Regions from separate parts of the Mus musculus genome. Here region 2 is linked to region 1. A link is a contact called in public promoter capture Hi-C data. All regions are on one chromosome and are shown on one strand. The core of a region is the stretch at or near the end of the contact, and the rest is flanking DNA. Distances in the headings are between cores, read along the strand shown. Region 1 holds the start of Sdhaf3 (succinate dehydrogenase complex assembly factor 3). Region 2 holds the start of Tmem106b (transmembrane protein 106B).

Region 1 (7,575 bases), core at 1,539-4,038:
TGACAATTCTGAATCAATAGCCAGGAATTCAACTCAAACCTTATTTTCAGTTGATGGATACTTTGACCACAAGAGGAAAGCTGAGTTGAAAAGTCAGAGAAACATAAAGTTTCATCCTCCTAATAGTGCATTGCTCATAGTGTGTGTGGTGTGGGGAACAAAGCTCATCTGCCCTATCATGACTTGCCTTCTTTCTTCAAGGTCTAATCATGCCACTGTATATTAGAATCTGTCTGTCTGGTCCATCAACTCCATTTCCATCATTGATTTGCTAGTGCCTTGTGGGTTTTTTTTTTTTTTTTTGTTCCTTTTAGGCTGAATCAATTCTTTTATTAGTTCGTTGGCAGGATGTTTTTTTCCACATTTTAATAAGGAGCTTTGGCTCTGAAAGAAGGATTTATTATACTTGTTAATTTAACCTGAAGAGAAACCAGAAAAAAAAAGCAAACTAGAATAAAATAATTTTCAATTTTCAAGGATATTAACAGATGAAATTTGGTAGCAAAGATGCCCTGAAATAAAATAACCACACTGCTCTTCAATCCTTGCCATTAATGTGATTTGTCATGATACCAAATTAAATTTATTAAGATAGTATTTTAGGCAAGTAATTTCCTTAAAGTTAAAGGAAAAACTCTATTCAAGGGCATAAATACTGGAGTGCTTCTTATTTTGTGCTGTACAGTAGTGAGACCTCGAAATGAGCAAAAAACATTGTAGGCTATTGTCTTTTTTGATTTCATAATTGTTACACAGACAGAAATCCTATGTTTGTGAGACAACTGCACACATTCTTGCCCTCTTGTGTTTTACCAACATGCAAATCCTGATGTGCTCAACACCACTAATAAACGCTCTGCACCAATGCAACAGTAATGTGGTTATTACATGTCTAGAGCACAGCCAGACCGGTGGGAAACACTCCCTCCTCCTGAAAAACGCCTTCCCCTAAGTATTCTTGTCAGAAGCTAGAATCAGTAACTAAGCAAAGTACGGCCTGCTGAGTATTATGAAGACAAAAAAGAAAAAACAACAAAAGCAGGAGCACCATGGGAGGTTTGGCTTGGTTATGTTAGTTTCAAACAAGGCTGTTGGGAAAGGTCACACGACAGTGAGCCGACACACTGGTTCTGGCAAGTGATGCCTCCTACCAGCCCCCGGAAGTGCTCCAAACAAGGTTTCCGGTTGGAAGTGAAGGAGTTCAAAGATGGAGGCCAGTGTGAGTGGAACTGACTTACTAGGGAGTGAATAAATAGAACATTTAAATTCTAGAGGTAGAGAGACTTTGAGTTGTTCAATAACAGAGTGCTACTGAGGATTTGTTAAGCAGAGGAACGATGTTATCTAATTACAGCCTGGGTAGATCATAACTGAAGTTCAACATGGCCAGAGGCAAGAACACAGATACGGTAGCTATCCAGTAGAAAGAGATAATTATGGTACAGGGTGTGATGGAAATAATGTTTGATTCCTGCATGATTTTGGTGGTGGAGCTATTAGGATTTGCTGAAGGATTAAAATTTAATTGGAACGAAAGAATAAGGACAAGAAGCTATCAGCTTTTGAAATAGTTACTTTTTTTTTCCCCACCTCTACACAAGTTTGGACTTGTGAACATCTAGATTTCTTGTTTTTGTAAGACCCCCGATGCTGGGCCTCTGCAAGTCCCCAGGTGAGCTGGCCAACACCCCAACGTCCTGAGAGAAAACCATACCTGATGCAAACTGCAAGAGGTTTTATTATCAGCTAGCTGAGGATGAAGTCCCTTTGCTGGTGCAGGGCAGGGGAGTTCGACCCGGTGACAGTAGGGAGCTTTTAACAGCTAGCTGAGGAGTTAGGAGGAGTTGGGAGGAGACTTGGGAGGAGTTGGGAGGAGAGTTGGGAGGACTTGGGAAGAGTTCTTCTCTTCCGGGTGTCCTTGGTGAAATTTACAAGGCAGGAGTGGGGAGTGAGTTCTTTCTGAATTTTTATCTCTGTGTCCTTGGCACAGGAAGGCAGGCATCTCTGGTTGTACAGTATAGAAACAAAAAGGCTTTTTGCTGGCTATAGAGAACAAAGAGCTTCTTTCTAGCTGTATTTTTTAAAGATCAGGGAAAACAAGCTTGGGAAACATCCAGGGGCTTTATCTTCCAGGGAGAAACGCTCTAAGTCAGGGTCTCACATTTTCATCTCACATTGTTTAATAAAAATTCTCAGAATCTTGGTCTTGGAAAAAAAATACACATAAAATAACTCCCAAGATTCTTTCATAGTGCACTTGACCTAGACCAACAAAGTCTGCCCTTCAGGGCTCACTTGTGATAACTACCTGGAAGAAGCTATGCCTACTGCATAAACTCCAAGTACAGCACTGCAAAGGACGAGGGCTGTTGCGAGGGACCGGCGAATGCCACACTATTTCAGAAGCCATAACACTTTGGATTAACCACGCAAGGCTTTCTGGAGAAGACTTCAGTTCGATGAAGTCTTTCTCAAATATTTAATAAGAAGAAACTAGCAAATGGAGAAGATGAGTTAACTCTGAAGGTAACAAGTCGCTCACACAAGACTTTTTGTCTTACACAGCAGCACCTCTCTAGGAAACTCAAGAAATTACAACTACTCCTCAACAGCCGCGCCTTTGGCAGAGCGTTTCTGTCCGCCCGCCCCAAATCCGGGTTTCCGGAAGGACAAGATTCTATGACGGACCAAACCGGATGAAGGTCGCGCGCTCTCTTCCGCCCGCTTTGGGGTTCACCCATAGGCGACTTCCTAGCGGGGGCGGAGCTACGCCCACCTTCTGCGCAGGCGCGGCGCGATGCCGGGGAAGCATGTCTCGAGAGTCCGGGCTTTATATAGGCGAATCTTGCTGCTACATCGGGCTCTGCCCCCGGACCTCAAAGCCCTGGGTGACCAGTACGTGAAGGACGAATTTAGGAGACATAAGACTGTTGGTCCTGGCGAGGCCCAGCGATTCTTGAAGGAATGGGAGGCAAGTGACGCCCCCTCCCCGCCCCCTCGTCCCGGACCTTGGGTTTTCAGTTCAGACCCCACCTTCCTAGCTGCTTCCCAGGGTCCGTGCACGGCCAAACAGGGCGTCTGGAATAGACAGACTAAAGTGGTCAAACAGCACTTCTTTCAAGCTCCGTCGCGAATCCCCCAGCTTCCCGCACAGGCTCTGTGCTTGAGCAGTTTCCCCCGCATTCAGAAGAACTTTCTGAGAGTGCTGAGGGTGCCAGGTGCTGGAGAGAGAAGGGTGGCGTGTCTCAGACGTTACTGCACTCCTGACTGTTTAGTGCTCCAAAAGTTCGTCGGCGTTTGTCCTTTGCGTTGCCTTTAGGCTGTTTAGGTGACAGCCGTGTAATTAACATGATGTCATTACTTAGCTGCCAGAATTAGATCATTTCGATCATTTGTTAATTTGTAATTGTAGGGCCTTAGTAAGCTTTCCACTTGACAGATAAATTATATAACCTAGAAAAGACCTAAGGATTGCAATTTGTTAAAGGGGTAATGCTGGCGGGGGCACGCGTTTGGATTCAGTGTTTGACTTTTCTCTTTTCTTTCTTATTATTTATTTTAGGTACATATTTATTTATTTGTGTGTATACGGGTGTGTGTGTGTGTGTGTGTGTGTGCTGGAGGTCAGAGGCTAACCCAAGGGAATGGTCTCTCCTTCCACCACATGGCTCCTGGGGATCAAACCGCGGGCTGCACAGCTTGGCAGCAGACACCTTTCTCAGTGAGCCATCTCCACGACCCTAATACCTTTTTTTTTTTTTTTTTTCTCTTAAGAATGAAGGGGGAGAAAGAGTATTGCATGATGCTGAAGAGTCTTGCAGGATCTCCTCCCATCTTGAAAATATCAGGAGGTGAAAGGAGTTGGGCATTTCTAGAGTGCATCTAGGTATTTTAAAGAAACTGCTCTGGTAAAGTAAAAAAGATTTTTCATGCTGATAGTGGCTGAAGTGATATTTACCTTTAAAACAACATAAAGATTAGGCTAGGGAAAAGCATTTTCATTGAATTCTATAATTCTTGATTGTAGAATTATTGAAGAGAGAACTTTATAATAATGAAATGTATAACTTTCTTAAAAGTCTTGGTTTATTAGATATAATTTGGTTGCCAGGAGCTGGGGAGGTTTAATATTTTTAAATGCAAAACACTTTCTTTAAATATGTAGTTGGTATTGAAATCAGAAAACTAGATTTAAATTCAGACCTCAGCATTTACTAAACATTACATCAGTTAATTTTTCTAGTCTTTCGGTCTGTAAAATAACGGTATTTACAACAGGCATCTCAATGTTAGTGTATTTATTACTTTATTTTATTCAGTTTGTTTGAGTCAGTGTTTTCCTGTGTTCTTGGCTGTCCTGGAACTCAATCTGTGGACCAGGCTGGCCTGCAACTCAGAGATCTGCAATGGATAATGCTAGTATATTTAAAAAGTACTATTTATATTGTTAATCATATCAAAGCTATAATAAGTGTTTGTAAAGTCATGTCTATTAAGTAAGTTTGAAGCCAGACAGGAAGACTTTATCTGTGCTGAGAAGAAAGACTTCTAGTTTGAAAGTCCTAAAGTCTAAGGACTAGAAAGTTTAAGGAAAATGTAGGAAAGGATAGAACTTAGAATAAGTTTATAAAAAGCTGAAGGAAAGGATACGAGAAAACTGGGAAATGTGTTGATGATCACAGGAGGCTTAGTGACAGCAATATCACTTTTTTAAAAAATATTTTAAAATAGCTTTAGACTTACAGTAGAGTTGCAAAGACAATTTAGAGTTCACATACATTCAATACTCTGCTTCCCCCTTTGTTAATATATAACCAGAACATTTATCAAAATGTAGAAAGTTACCATTGCTCGGGAACTTTTCATTACAGGACTTACTTCACACCATGCTGCTGCTTTCAAGACTATCCCGTCTCGGTTTCAGGATCAGAGCTGGATCCCACTCTGCACTTGGCTTTTTTTGTTTATTTGTTTGTTTGTTTTTCGAGACAGGGTTTCTCCGTATAGCCCTGGCTGTCCTGGAACTCACTTTATAGACCAGACTGGGCTCGAACTCAGAAATCCGCCTGCCTCTGCTTCCCGAGTGCTGGGATCATTCTTTTTTGCCCTCTTTGATGTCCTGGAGCTCAGTGACAGTTGTTCAGTCTTTCCTTGACGCTTTTTTGAGAAGTGCTCTTCTGTCACTTAGGACAGTGCATCGGTTTGGGTTTATTTGATCTTTACTGATGATTGGATTGATTACATTCTTGAAAGAATCTCATGAGGTGAAGTGTTGTCAACACATTATCAAGTCATAAGTGTGATGATAATTTGGTTAAGGTGATACCTGCTGGATGTCTTTAGTGTTAAGTCAAAGCTGTGTTTTAGGGAAAGGTTATCTCTCTGCACTTCATATGCTGACGGTTTGATCCCTAATGTGGTGTGCTGAGAGAGCAAATAGAAACTTTTAAGAGGTGGGCCCCAGTGTAAGGCCATCAGCTCATTAAGAGCATCACTGAGGGGGGAGATTGATGTCATTTTAGGAATCCTGGAAATTCCTGTTGGAGCTGGTTGTTGTAATAAAAATAAACACAAAGAAAATCCATAGCCTGAGCTCAGTGCAGTGACACATGCTTGAAATCCTATGTATCGGAAGGCCAAAAACAGGGATCGAAAGTTTAAGAGTAGCCAATGCACTTTATCAAGATTTCATCTCAAAATAAAACAGGAGGGTGGGGCAATGGATAGGTAGTTTAGTGATGGAGTACTTGTCTTGTATGTGCGAGCACGCGCACACACACACAGACACAGACATAGACATACACAAAACAACACACACATACTCTCATACCAAACCTCACTTACTTCCTGTCTAGCCATTTGACATATGATCATTCCTTCTTACATACACTCCCACTGTGATGTAGTCAGAAGACTTCTGCCAGTGCCAAGTAGTTGCTAGTGTCATGGAATTCCAAATTGAGAGCTAAGTAAGTGCCTCTATCTACTACCCAGGGTCAGTATTTTTCCTTTTGAAATCACTAAATATTTTGGGTCAGGAACTCTGAGGCTATACAAGCCTTTTTTCTCTGTCAACTTGCCCTGATTTGGCACGCATGGCTATATACTGTGATTGTGTCCCCATGCTAACTTTCTGTTTCCAATAGAAACGGTTTTCATCTTCTCTACTGGTCTAGTAGTTTAACATATTTTGGAATAAAGAAAAAAGTGTTCTATGGAATTGGGGCCCTGTAGTTGATGAGTCAGCAGAAATTTAAACCTCATATTTTTTTTTCTTTCCATTTTTTATTAGGTATTTAGCTCATTTACATTTCCAATGCTATACCAAAAGTCCCCCATACCCACCCACCCCCACTCCCCTACCCGCCCACTCCCCCTTTTTGGCCCTGGCGTTCCCCTGTTCTGGGGCATATAAAGTTTGTGTGTCCAATGGGCCTCTCTTTCCAGTGATGGCCGACTAGGCCATCTTTTGATACATATGCAGCTAGAGTCAAGAGCTCCGGGGTACTGGTTAGTTCATAATGTTGATCCACCTATAGGGTTGCAGATCCCTTTAGCTCCTTGGGTACTTTCTCTAGCTCCTCCATTGGGAGCCCTGTAATCCATCCATTAGCTGACTGTGGGCATCCACTTCTGTGTTTGCTAGGCCCCGGCATAGTCTCACAAGAGACAGCTACATCTGGGTCCTTTTGATAAAATCTTGCTAGTGTATGCAATGGTGTCAGCGTTTGGATGCTGATTATGGGGTGAATCCCTGGATAAGGCAGTCTCTACATGGTCCATCCTTTCATCTCAGCTCCAAACTTTGTCTCTGTAACTCCTTCCAAGGGTGTTTTGTTCCCACTTCTAAGGAGGGGCATAGTTAAACCTCATATTTTAACTATCAGGAGTTCATGTAACCTTTGTAACTCATCTGAGGTATTATTTTTTATTTGTGACTTTTAAGTGGATCATCGGATAAAAAGAAATGACTAGACTGTCATGTATATTTAAAGTTTTTTTTTTAACTTAGTATAATTGGAGTTGGATGGCATTTTGCTATTTTCCCTTTCTTTCTTTCTTTTCTTTTTTTTTTGGTTCTTCAAGACAGGGTTTCTCTGTATAGCCCTGGCTGTCCTGGAACTCACTTTGTAGACCAGGCTGGCCTTGAACTCAGAAATCCGAGTGCCTCTGCCTCCCTGCTATTTTCAATAATTTCATGCCTCACCTAACTTGAAGACCTCAGTTGGTTGCTTTTGAGTATCACTTGTAGTTTGTTTTAGCTTCTGGGAGAAGAGGAATGAATTAGTGTTCCATAATACTAATACAATATGGATGGGACAAATACAATATGTATTATGTTCCATAATACTACATGGATGGGACAAATAGGGGATGTCTCAAGTGTCAGCAGGGTGTTTGGGTTCCTGCTTTATTCTGTATGTGACTCATGGCAGCCTCTATGTGTGGTGGCTTCTTGAATGGTGATGGCTTATATGATAGTGATGACTGTAAGTTATATCTTTTAAGACGTTTTAGGGCCAGATGGTGGCAACACACACCTTTAATTCCAGCTCTGGGGAGGCAGAAGCTGTT
Region 2 (7,575 bases), core at 1,395-3,894, 6.1 Mb after region 1:
GGACAAGCAGCCCCTTTTATAGAGTCAGGCACACCTGGCAACAGGTAACTGCGGGGCAGAGCCTGACAAAATGCCAACACTAACAGCTGCTATACTTACAACCTTTTAAAACAAGCTCCAACAGGGCCATACCTTCTAATCGTGCCACTCCTTGGGCAGAGCATATACACACCATCACATTCTGCTTCCTGGCCCCCATAGGCTTGTCCAAACATATGAATCTATGGGGGCCATACCTAAACATAGCATAATAAAACCATCACAGTGTATGAGCATGTAACTGAGGCACTATAGAAAAATAATATAGAAAGACAGGTGTAATTATGGAGGTGGGGGAAAAGACCCTTACTCTGGAGGCTAGTTGGAGTCTGTCTTCAGTTGAGAGTTAAGGATTCCAGCATAATTAACACTTACTGTGATGTTGCAGACATAGAAACAATACTCATTTTAAAACTGTAAAAATAACAACAAAAACAAAACACCCAATAGAAAGAGTGCATAAGACATCATGTATGTTCTCAGTCCTTGATATTTTAAGAAGCTTTCACAAACGTGTCTTTTTTTTTTTTTTTTTTTTTTTTTTTTTTTTTTGGTAAACTTTTATCTTAACTTTCTGCACCCCTAGGTCGCTTTACATTGTGAGTTGTAATCCTATTCAAGACTCCACAGGAGCTCTAATCCCATTTACGTTCCTTAATGAACCTTTAAAGATTACTGAAAACCCACCCCAAAATGTATGTGTGGCTACTATAAAGACAATGAAGTGTGATTCTCTCTTGAGGAGCCCACAGCCATGTTCTCAGATGAGATTTATACATTCTCTGAGTCCCTTTCATTTCTATTTAAGTCTATGCTTAAACTCTATGTTTAAATGCCTTTTAATACACATCAAGTGGGCTTCATATTGGATCTTATTGAAGGGAAGGAAGGCTGTTCTCACAGCAAGTTTTAGGGCAACTAGTGTGCAACCCAAGGAACCACATCTCAAAAGCAATCATTTTATCAAGTGCACTGCTGGTGTGACTTAATCAGGTATTTAGTTTATGTGTATTTAGTTTCCTTGCAGTGGTTTGAATAGGAACAGCCTCTGGACCCTGAGTGTGAAGGATTGGCCCAAAGGGAGTAGCACTATTAGGGAGGGTGTGGCTTAAATGGAGGAGGTGCTGACTAGGGAGAGGGCCTTGGGGTCTAAGGAGCTAATTCACTTCCCTGCTGTCTCTGATGTCGAACTCTAAGCTCCTCCAGTATCATGTCTGCCTGGTTGCTGCCATGTTTCCTGCCAGGAGCATAACGGGCTAAACCTCTGAAACTGTAAGCCAACCCCAAATAAATGTATTCTTTATAAGAGTTGCCATGGTCTACTTCGAAGCTATTGTTAACTCTATTGAAATCCTAAGAAACTGGTTACACACTGCACACAACTTTACTTTAGAATTCTCATTATAATTTAGGATGAATCTCACAGAGTGAAATTGCCGGACCTAAGGAGGTGAATGTTTTAAATAGTCTTAAAACATCCTGCTTATGTAGATGGAAAATACACAGCTCTCACCTCAAAAGGACAAAGAGTTTATTCTAAAGCCAATATGAGGAACCATGACCTGAAAACAAAGACTTGGGCTATTCCAAATACCAATGTCCCAATGTGATAACAATTTCATGAAACTTTTATATACATAGAAGATGGTCATAAATCAAAATACTTTCCAAATACATACAAGGCAGTTTAGAAGAGCGGGACAAAATTGGGAGCTCCTCGCCCAGTGCAGTTGCTTTTTTCCAGTAGAGAAGGAAAAAAAAAAAAAAAAAAAAGAAAAAGAAAAAAAAAAAAAAACACAATTAAGAGATGCTTACTTCCCAGTTATAACTCTGTTAATTTTCTAGGAATTTCACCAGAAACCCCATTTATAGGGAAGCTATTAAACTCCTTTAGCAACCGCATCTGTTCTTGCTTTCAATTTTATCTTATTATAATCCCATCCAGGAATCTTATGAGCCACTTAATACATCTTGATTATCAGGAAGACAGAAAAGAGGTCATAACAACCTTTGACTATAACACTGGCGAGCCACTAAAATGAGCCACTGTAGCCTCAACTCACTGTAAATTATGACTGGACAATGAGGTGCATGGATTGGGACACTCCTTTAACAACTCACTTGGTCATGAGCTTTGGGGTACAACTCTTATTGCATGCACTGAATAATGTGAATTTAAGTACAAAATCAAAACAAGATTAAACCAAGGCGGGGGCGGGGGTGCGTCTTCCCGGTGACATTAATTTCTAAATGAAAACTCAATAACAAAATTCTGGCCTGCAACTCTGCCAGAAATGTGCACCAACCGGCTCATTCTAACCCCAGGAAGGAAGTTTTGTGTCTGCAAATCTAGACTTGAGAACACGATCGCTCAAAATTGCGACGGTGCACATTCCTCCCCTTTACAAAAGGAATCAGCCTGGTGGAGGGGAAAAGGGAAAACCGATTATTCGTAAGCCAGGCGCAATTAGTACTATTTTGAAACTTTCCAGTCTAGAGAAGAGACAGGTGACAAAACCAGAAGCTTTCACCCTGGCAACTTCCCTTCAAACCGGTGACAGTGCGCATGCGTAGTGTCCATTCCAGGGCCTAGCCCCTCCTTCCTGGGGCGAACTGCGCAAGCGCACGCGCAGGCTCTCCCGGTACGGAGCTCAGCTGATGCAGTTGTTGTGCTACCCCTCCCCCGCAGCTCTCCCGGCTGCACTCTACCGGCGCTCGGCCCGGCCCCGGGACCGGGACGCTGTGACCCTGTCCTGCGGCCCGCACGCACCGGAGCATCCCGGGACCGCGCAGCACTCCGCGTGCGGGTGAGCGACCCGGGCCGTGGGGCCCACGTCCCCTGCCCGAGCGGTGAGGGAGGCCGCGGCGAGCCGGGTGCGGGGTTGTCACCGCGGGGGCCTTGGCTTCGCTCCCGGGGTGGCTCGGGCGGCGCCAGGGCCCTTGATCTGAGCGGCCGAGTAGCTCTGGGGCTTGACAGTTGTAGTTGCAAGGTGACTCGGATGTTGATTTCTTCCGGGGGTTTGTTTGCCTGTGATGCCCTTTGAAAAGCGCTCGTTTCCGTCTCCCTTGAGCCCCTCAGAACTAACCCCAGGTCTGCACACAAACAGGTGACACATCTCAGTTGCATGCGCTGCTGAATTTATCTTTTTCCCAGTTTCTAGAGCATCTGAGAACCGTGTTGAGTTCACAAGACCGCGGTATAAACATTGAGAGCCCGGGGAGGAGACGAAGGGGATCTACCACTCCCTTTAAAAACCTCAAGTAAGTTTCCAAAATGACAGGGGTTACACTTGTCAATAGCCTCAAGAAAAGCTAAGCAAGAAGGCTAGGATTCAAGTGACTGCTTAATCTGGTGTGTACCCAAACCCACCTTCAGCAGAATATGTCAAGGTTACTGTGGGTCTGAGTAAGGCAGCCAGCGGAGACCAGAACCACTTAGCTGTCCCTAGCCTTTTGCCATAAAGGCTCCCATTTGTGGGACACAGTTTTCACCCCTGTGATGACACCACGTGTTGTCTAGTGTCAGCTGATTCTAAACCACCCTGTGTACTCCAAAGCTTCCAAGGTCACAGTGTAAGGAGCCGGTACTGATTACAATTCACCCCTGTGCACCTGTGGCTGCCAAGTGTTGGCTTGGCTCTGACTCGCTGTCATTGAGCCACAGTAAGATACTGTGTGTGTGTAAGTCACAATCACTGATATTTCTGAGCTATGGTACACAGTGTGTACACAGAACTTCTGAAAGTATATTTATTCATTTTTTTTTACTCCTTTTCTATATGACTCAAGTTTTTAAATTTAATATTGCTGTCTACACAGTGAGTGAATTCAACAAGTAGCATTCAGATTTTGAAAAGCAGATATGAATTTCCTTCATCTGGGGTGACCTGAATCACTTAGTATCATTTTATTTTTTAATGAAAAATATTAAATTAAAAGTAGTATCTGTGATTGTGTAGTTCGTATTTTGAATCTGATAAGTGATGGATAACCGCAGGGAGAATGGAATTGTACCATTTAAAATTTTTGTTTGCTTTTTCTATTATTTTGTCTCTCAGAAAACCGGCATGTTGTATTATGTGGCTTTTCATGTTCTTTTCAGTCATGTACTTCTAGGGTTTTATTGACAACTAAAGGAGTATGAATTTAAGTGAGTGAAATGAGTCACTTTGAAGTTAGCTGGTGATATACATATCTGTTGTAACAGGCCAACAAGTTCACCTGCAGTGCCAACTGGTTTATAGTTAAAATATGTTTTTCTCTACAAAAAACTAAAACCATATTTCTGTTTTGAACATGCTAAGAAAGCCTAGCATCTCCATTGACACTGTAAACTTTTGCCAACTGTTACCATTTTAAACATTGTTCACATTACAAGTCTTACAGGATTTGGTTTCATAATGTTCTGTTAGAAAAGTACTTTCTGAATGCTACAAATGGTTTCCTTGTATCAGACATTACTTTGGTTGAACATAATTTTAATCCTACAAGTAATTTGCATTTGCCTAACCCTGTAAATATATCCCATAGGGTCTGAGACTCTTTTTTTCCACATGGAATTTACTGTCAGATTTTTCTTTTTCATTAGACATGGGAAAGTCTCTTTCTCACTTACCTTTGCATTCAAATAAAGAAGATGGCTATGATGGCGTTACATCGACAGACAATATGAGAAATGGATTGGTTAGCAGTGAAGTGCACAACGAAGACGGAAGAAATGGAGATGTCTCTCAGTTCCCATATGTGGAATTTACTGGAAGAGATAGTGTCACTTGTCCCACTTGCCAAGGAACAGGAAGAATTCCTAGGGGTACGTGTTGTAGCATTGGCTGTCCTCTTAAAGGATTCCAAACATTTGCTCAAACAATGTAAAATCTATAGTCTTAAGCACTTCTATTTTCAGAGATTCAAAGTTTACCAGTTTTGTTTAGTCAGAAACACAAAAGCAAACAATTAGTACCATTCCTAAAGCAGTAATAGAAGTGACTTAAGCACATATAACTTTTTTTTGTCTTGCTTGTCTGCTGTTATAGCTCCTATGCACCTATGCACCCCTGAGGATTTTAGTCATTTTTATGTCATTGGAAGCCATATCACAGTCATTTTGCCACAGTGGATGTTAGCAGCTAAGTTGTTCAGTAACTCATTATCTAAACAATAAGTTGCTTCCACCTCAATATTTCTAAAAGAAAATCTATAGTGTATGAAGAAAAGCAAGAGGGGAAAATGAGCCTGAGGTTTGCCATGGAGAAGACAGGAGGAAGAGTCCTATCCCTGCTATTTGTCGGGCGCTAGAATTGCTCTCACAGAAAGGAAAAATAGTGAGGTTATGTTGTACTCCTCTCCTTCTGTAATTGGTAGAAGTCAATAGGTGACCCTGGAGAGACCCTAAAGAAGGACAAAGTGACTGCATGGGAAACTCGAGTCTCTAGAAAGTGCCTTGGGTTAAGTGGGGTTTGTTGCATAGGCTACTGAATGGTGGTTTTATCTTTCTGGGGGTAGGAGCTGCTTAAGAATAGTTGAAGAAATTAATACACCAACGTGGAAGGGTGGGAATAGGATTTCTGTCCATCTAGCCATGTGTTTGAGGTGTGGCCAGGAGGCTTTTTGGTGGCCTGGGCGGGGATTGTGGCAAGTAGATAATCAAGGAGCACTGCAAAGAGGTTGTTGTTGTTTGTTTTTCTATCCAACAATTTAAAGAATAAACTAACCACTTATTAAAATAGGCATAAAAAATTGAGTGCACATGCCAGAAGTGAGATGAAGAACTCAGTTTCAGACATGTGTTTGAGGATGTTGGTTTCCATCAAAGTGAGTTTCTAATAGGCAAGTTGTAAGGGTCTGAATTCGAGAGCATATCTTAGCTTCTGTCACCCATGTATGGTGGCACTTGAAGTGGAACTTAAGACAGGAAAGTTCTGCTCAGCAATTTGGGTAGAAGACAAGGAAGAGACTGTAGCGTGACTTCATTGTGAACTCTGGAACAGGGCAGCGTTGGAGGGACAGGAGCAGAAGAGGGGGCAGCTCGGTGGGGAGGCGGAAGTCTTAATTGTGGAGTCCTAGAAGATAAGCAGAGAGGGTGCACAGAGAAAGAGGAAGAGCCACTGCTAGTGCTGATGACACATGAAGTTGTGTGGGGACTGAGGGGTGCCCATTGGTTTGGTGATGTGGAGGCCATTCCCCAATGGCCTCTTTAAGAGTACTTAGAGGGGCTGGAGAGATGGCTCAGTGGGTAAGAGCACTGACTGCTCTTCCAAAGGTCATGAGTTCAAATCCCAGCAACCACATGGTGGCTCACAACCATCCTTAATAAGATCTGACGCCCTCTTCTGATGTGTCTGAAGACAGCTCCAGTGTACTTAGATATAATAATAAATAAATCTTTAAAAAAAAAAGAAGAATTAAAAAAAAGAGTACTTTGAGTAGTTGCAAGAACATGTGTAGACAGTGTCATAGTGAAACAAACAAACAAACAAAAAAATCCTTTTATGAGCTCTTACATGCTCAAAAGGTGTGAGTAATGGAACATCTTATAGGGAGAAAGGCATTTTGTGCATTTTGCTCTAGGACATGAGGGTGAGAGGTGATCTCTTGTAAGATGGATGAATACCAGATGTATGCATGCTGACAGAAGTGATCCATAGAGAGCGTCCTGGTAACAGAGGAGATGGGTACTTATGGGAGCAAATAGATGGTACAGAGTGCATAAGTGCAGAACAGTGCCCTGCAGAGGGCACAGGGAGCTTCTCCAGTAGGGATGTAGAAGCAGGGAGGTAGGTAGATACTGCTAAATCAAACTCTTGAGGCAGAGCAACTGTGAAATAGAGGGCAGATGGGGCTGTTACACATACCAGCCAAAGGTGTAAGAGCCGGTCCTATGACAAATCTCTAAGTCACCAGCAGCATTGCCAAATAGCACTTAGTGGAAAAGTTTCTGCTGGGCCTAAGGGAGCAAGATATTTCACAATGAAACTCTAGAAAAATGTCTATATATTATTTGCATGAACTTATTCTGTGTCTAGAAAAGTTGGCAGGATAACAGAAGCCCATGGGAAGCACTCTAGGAACAAAGAGATTTTGTTATTTGCTTGATCGGTTGGTTTCAGAAACAGAATGCAGGGGGTGTGGCCTCATCGCTTCCTCCTCAACATACAGGAAAGGAATGTGAGATACTTGTACCCCTTCTTTCTTTAGTGCTATGAGTTAAATGAACTTAACTCTTTCTTCCCTCTGCTTTCTGTCCTGTAACTTAATGTAGGACATCTGAAAACTCTATTCAGGGTCTGTTAGGGACATTCTCTCCATGTGCTGCATTATGAGCCAAGAATGAAGATAAAAGGGGGCGGTCCTGAGAACATGAGGAGTGATGAGTTTTGAAATTGTCATTTTAGGGTGTAAACTAGGAAATGTGAACTAGGAAATGAGTGATTGCAGTTGAGAACAGTGAGCTTTTGAAAGCTTGGGATTTAGAGTAGCCGTTTTGGTCCAGCTATTGAGGATCAATGAATGGGCAGCACCAATGTGTTTCTTCTACCC

What was found. Promoter capture Hi-C pulls out the DNA fragments that hold promoters and counts their contacts.
Region 2: a promoter capture Hi-C map of pre-B cells shows a contact between it and region 1. The contact joins the promoter of Tmem106b here to the promoter of Sdhaf3 in region 1. A contact is called at or near these places in 1 of 39 promoter capture datasets (pre-B cells) and 1 of 484 Hi-C or Micro-C datasets (CD4 T cells).

What each region holds. Positions count from the first base shown.
Region 1 is chr6:6,953,230-6,960,804 of GRCm38.p6, forward strand. It overlaps Sdhaf3 (succinate dehydrogenase complex assembly factor 3), which reads left to right and starts at 2,789. Exons shown (of 2, transcript NM_001077713.1): 1 at 2,789-2,971. The coding sequence starts at 2,798.
Region 2 is chr6:13,067,115-13,074,689 of GRCm38.p6, forward strand. It overlaps Tmem106b (transmembrane protein 106B), which reads left to right and starts at 2,645. Exons shown (of 9, transcript NM_027992.3): 1 at 2,645-2,846; 2 at 3,194-3,300; 3 at 4,628-4,849. The coding sequence starts at 4,630.